Regions from separate parts of the Ovis aries genome. Here region 1 is linked to region 2. A link is a contact called in public Hi-C data. All regions are on one chromosome and are shown on one strand. The core of a region is the stretch at or near the end of the contact, and the rest is flanking DNA. Distances in the headings are between cores, read along the strand shown.

Region 1 (2,761 bases), core at 102-2,601, 51 kb after region 2:
GAAACCTTATGTCTTTCTCTGACTTCACTTACCGTAATACCTTCTGGGTCAACCCACATTGTCACAAATGACAAGATTTCCTTCCTTATGTGGCTGAGTAGCATTCCATTATCTTTGTGCATTCCTCTGTTGATGGACATTTCAGTTGTTTCTATGTCTTGGCTACTCTAAATAACGCTGCAGTGAACATAGGAGTTCACATATCTTTTCAAATTTTTGTTTTCTTCAGAAAAATACCTGAAAGTAGGTTGCTGGATTGCATTTGTTGTTGTTGTTTAGTTGCTAAGTCATGTCTGACTCTGTGACTCCATGTTCACCTGTCCACCTCTGTCCATGGGATTCTCCAGGCAAGAATACTGGAGTGGGTTGCCATTTCCTTCTCCAGGGGATATCATGACCCAGATTCTTTACTGCTGAGCCACCTGGGAAGTCCACTGGATTGTATAGTAGAATAATAACCTTGTCATATAGAATATTCTTGGTTATAAGTTTTTTCCTTTCTTCACTTTGAATATATTCTCCATTCTGGCCTGTAAAGTTTCTGCTACAAAGTCAGCTGGCAGTCTTATGGAAGTTTCCTTGCATGTAATTAGTTTCTTTTCTCTTGCTTCTTATTTATTTTTTGGGGGGCCACTTCAGTTATAATGTGTCTTGCTGTGAACCTCTTGGGGTTCATCTTGTTTATTACAACTGACTCTATGCTTCTTAGACCTGGATGTGTTTCTTTCCCAGATAAGGAAAGTTTTTATCTTTTTTTTCTTCAAATAAGTTCTCTCTCTTTTCTCCTGGTGCCACTGTAATGCAAATGTTAGCATGTTTGATATTGCCTCAGAGGTCTTATTAAATGCATCAATTTTTAAAAACTTTCTGTTCAGTTTTTGGTTATTTCCACTGCTCTGCCTTCCAGATCTCTGATCTATTCCTTTGTATCATCTAATCTACTGTTGATTCCTTCTATTGTTACTGTTTTCTTCAGCTCTATTTGGTTCTTCTTTTCTAACACTTCACTGAAAATCTCACTATGCTTATCAGTTCTTCCCCCCAGTCTGTATCTTTAAGGTCATTACCTTAACTCTGTATCAGGGAGATTGCATATGTCCACTTCATTTAATTCTTTTTCTAAAGTTACGTCTCATTCCTTCACTTGGAACACGTTCCTCTGCCTCATTTTGCCCAATTTTGTGTTTATTTCTGTTGCATAAGTCAGCTCCTTTCCTGACCTTGGAGGTGACCCTATGTTGCCGATGTCCTGTGGGCCCAGCATGCTCCCTTCTGGCCACAGAGCTCTGTGCTCCAGGTTGTCCCTATGTGGGCTGTGTGCCCTTCTCTTGTGGCAAGACTGACTACTGTAGGTGTGCTGGCAGGTGGGGCTGGCCCCTGGCCCACTTGGTTTTGAGGCTGTGCCTTGTGCAATGAGCTGTACCCAAGGGTAGGCCTTCCACGTGATTGGATGTTTGACCCATACAGGCGCAGGGTTGCTGCTGGCCCACTGGTAGGTGGGGCCAGGCCCCTGGCACTAATAGGCTGTGAGAATTCCAAATGATGCCTGCCAATGCTGCTGTTATCATGACAGAGCAAGTTCTCCAAAGTGCCAGCCATCTCCATGTCCAGGGGGAGTCCCAGCTGCCTCCTGCCTCCCTGGATCCAAGATCAGCAAGCAGGCCTGACCCAGAGTCCTTTCAAATTGACATCTACACTGGGTTATATACACCCTTTAAGAGAAAAGTCTGTTTCCTATAGCTCTCTGGCTCTTCTGAACATAAGCCCCACTGGTTTTCAATGCCAGATGTTCTGGAGGCTTGTTTTCCTGGTGTAGGTGCCCCATGCTGGCAAGTCTGATGGGTGCAAACTCCTCACTCCTTGGGGAGGATCTTTATAATTGTGATGTTCCTCCCGTTTCCTCACCAACCTCTGGGTGTGAGTCCTGACTGTACTGTATCTCTGTCCCTCCTACCTGACTCATGCCTCATGCTCTTACTTGTGGGAAATCTTTTCTGTTATTCTTCAGGTTGTTTTCACAGGTACTTGCTCTGTAAACAGCTGTAATTCTGGCATGTCCATGGGTACATTCAGGGTCTCTGTACTCTGCCATCTTGGCCGCCTCCCAAACCAAAGTACAGGTTCTTAATTAAGGATTTATGGTGCATGAAGGAACCTGAATTTCATTTTGAAATCATGAGCTAAATAAGTTCACTGAAGTATCAGTTTTGGTTTTGCTTTATTAGAACAAGTCAAAGCTTTGTTAGAGTCACCCAATTGCAGATTCCAGTGTTAGATTATACACTGTATTGTCTGTTTCAAAAGTAATCTACTTGTTCAGGCTATCTTCTATTCTTGCAATGTCTATATTCCAAGGAATAACAAAATGCATGAAAGCACTGGTTATATTTGTCTACTAGTGAAAGAGGGATTATACCCAGTGTAAAGAAACACTGATTAAAGTGATCAGCCTGTCATACGTATTTTATACAAGGATAGGTGTGAAGAAGCATGTTCACTCAAAGAGCCACCCTGCAATGAGCCAAACAGTACTCAACTGTTTGCCAACCCACCCAATACTTTCAGACAGTAAAACCTGCAAGTTCCTTTATTCACAGATATTTAAAAAAACATAACACAGAACTACATTCTAGTCTCATTAAGTATATCTTTTATTGTGAATTTTATTTTAGTTAATAAAATTAGTCAGGCAGCAACCTGTGAACTCTATTGTTAAGACGCCTCAAATACTAAACTGATTCCTTAAGAAAAATCACAGCAT
Region 2 (2,775 bases), core at 195-2,694:
AGGCCCACTTGACTTCACATTCCAGGATGTCTGACTCTAGATGAGTGATCACACCATCATGATTATCTGGGTTGTGAAGATCTCTTTTGTACAGTTCTTCTGTGTATTCTTGCCATCTCTTCTTAATATCTTCTGCTTCTGTTAGGTCCATACCATTTCTGTCCTTTATCGAGCCCTTCTTTGCATGAAATGTTCCCTTAGTATCTCTACTTTTCTTGAAGAGATCTCTAGTCTTTCCCATTCTATTCTTTTCCTCTATTTCTTTGCATTGATTGCTGAAGAAACGTGATCTCAGCCAGGTTTTAAAATCAAGCTCCCCAGGAGAGGTTGCCCAGGGCCATGGCCAAGGCAGACGGCACTATCCCCAAGTGGAGGAGCGGCAAGGTCAGTGCAGAATGAAAAGATGGGCCCCTTGTCCAGAAGTGTCTCAAGTCCACTCCCCTGAATTCTCAGAAACTGTGGGGTACCCTCCTGCATTCACTCAGAACTCTGCTCAGTGGTCACCTTTTCAGGGAGGCCTTCCCCGGCCAAAATGGCATTCCCCTCCAAGGTGAGGCTTGACCATTTGACCAGCTTTACTTTTTCTTCCCAGCACTTGTCACCAATACCTGATATCTAATATGAATTAGTCTGCACTTACTAGAATGTCCGTGAGCAGGAATTGTGGGGAGATTTTGGTCCATGACTGTACCCCTAGCTTCTGAAATGGTGCCTCACACTGGAATGTGGAGATGACCCTCTGATGAGACAGAAGTAAAGACCGAGGAATAACCAGGGCGAGGCCTGTCGGGGTGCATGTCCATTAGCTCAGCGGAGGGGATGGGAAAGAAGATCCCTTGTATGCAGACTTGCTCTGAAAATAGAATGCTAACTCTGAATACAACCATTGTCTTCCCATCGCCTAATCTATGATGCCCTTACCACATCCTTGGGGAGTGACAGCTTTGCTCCTTCTGCAGGTGAAATGAGGAAAGCCCAGAGACGCAGAGACTCTTACACAAAATTCCAAAGTCACGTAGCTCCCCATGGCAGAGCCTAGTCTGAAAGACCAGAAATCAGGCAAGACTCAAGTCTATCCTCGTGCTTTTTCTGACCCAGACGTGGTCTGTTCCAGACGTGGGGTCTGTCCCAGACGTGGGGTCTGCCACCTGACCTTTTCATTCCACCCTAGTGTCAGGAAGATAGACTTAGTGGCCTTGGAATTGACTCATTTTATTCACAGAGACCAATCAGCTTTGTCCTGAATGCCATTCGGGGTCAATGTATCAATCACTCTTCATTAATAAGGCCAAGCGTATGGTGTTTCTAAGCTATTGAATGTCAAGAGAAGAGATAAGGGAGTGTAGTGTGTTGTGAAATACTTCAATAGACAGGCATATTCCGAGTCATGTGAATTTAAGCATCAGCTTCCTAAATAAACATTGATCTCTGGCCCCTGTGGAGTTCATTGTCTAGCCCTGAGCTGACAGTTGTTCCAGCCCATGTACTGTAGCTAATTAGCCACAGCTACCATTCACATGAGGTTTTTCTTTGCGGTGAACTTTAATATTCAGCAGGAGAAGAGATACTCTTCCTTTAATTGTGTTTTTCTAATTAAATTGCAAATTGTGATTGCTTATTCCTCTTGAAAGGAAGATCTTAGACTTACTCACTGAGTGCCTATGCTCACATATCAACTGTTTTTTCAGAATTTATCATGACTAAATGACCCAATAGATCTTGTCCCATAGATAACTTTTGGATAAACGTAAAATTTTCCATGTGGCCATAAACCTCACAACATGGTTCTCTAATAGTGTCTGATGTATAAATATTATAAAAGGGACAAGAATAATACTCGGTCGATCCTGTGAGTACTTGAATCTTCCCAGTAAACTCCTTCTTTTGCCTTTTGCTCAAGTCAGTTTCTGTGGCTATTGACCAAAATCTCTCTCTGGTACACCTGGCTTCTAGACTCTTTTCTGATTTGTTTTCTGCTGTTCACTCTCTTCCGTTATCTCAATGCAAGTCCGGTTTCCTGCCAAATTAGCCTCCAAATTGAGCAGCTGGACGGCGAGGACTTTGTGACGGAGCGAATGGTTCAGCTCTGTCTGTCTGGAGAGTGAAGCCCCAAGGAGGGACTGCAGCTGCTGTGGAGGTCATGATGCCCCTCCCCAGCCAGCCCAACAAGCCGGAGGGAGAAGCAAGCAGCTGAGTGGACATGATCCATGGAGAAATGGCTTTGCATTTCTGTACGTGCTGTGTTTGTGATCCATGATGAATCTCATGTGGGCTAAGACTGGTCCTGGGTTTAAAAGAGATGAGCAGAAACAGCAAGAAAGGGAGGAGCTGTGCCGATAGGATTATTGTGGCCAGTGTCTGGTGATGAAACTGAGATGGATACTGAAGACTTAGGCACAAGAAGATGCTCACAAACTTCCAGACAGAATATAAACAAAATTCGAACTATTACTGCATCTAAGGCATTTAATAAACTAGACAGCAGGTGTGAAGTAAGGCCCTGTGTTACAAAAGGTCAGCTGGCTCTTCACCTGTCAGAGTCCTTCCCAGAGATGCTTATAATGGCTAACGTGAAGGGGATGTCTGTTGTATGCCAGACCAGACGATGACTGTGCTAAATGACTTGCATGCATTTTCTTATGTGATTTCACAAACTTCTGGGGTAGGCTCTACTATAATCCCCCACTTACAGACCAGGAAAGTGATGTTTACAGAGGTTAAGAACTTGCTCAAGGCCACACCACTAGGAAGATTTCAACTGGATATTAAGGGATG

What was found. Hi-C and Micro-C count contacts between places; a contact is called where the count stands out from the background.
Region 1: a Hi-C map of liver shows a contact between it and region 2, with 5 times the contacts expected there. The contact joins two enhancer-like sites. A contact is called at or near these places in 12 of 16 Hi-C or Micro-C datasets (blood, hypothalamus, liver and 6 more).

Annotation. Positions count from the first base shown.
Region 1 is chr10:31,743,445-31,746,205 of ARS-UI_Ramb_v3.0, forward strand. No RefSeq gene overlaps it. Among named protein-coding and RNA genes, the nearest start is that of TRNAS-GGA, 13 kb to the left of the region's middle. Within about 2 kb of position 1,352, at least 4 of the 54 cell types and tissues checked have an H3K27ac peak or open chromatin away from gene starts, as enhancers often do. A contact at or near this core is called in liver, where this site is marked.
Region 2 is chr10:31,692,542-31,695,316 of ARS-UI_Ramb_v3.0, forward strand. No RefSeq gene overlaps it. Among named protein-coding and RNA genes, the nearest start is that of MTUS2, 17 kb to the left of the region's middle. Within about 2 kb of position 1,445, at least 1 of the 54 cell types and tissues checked has an H3K27ac peak or open chromatin away from gene starts, as enhancers often do. A contact at or near this core is called in liver, where this site is marked.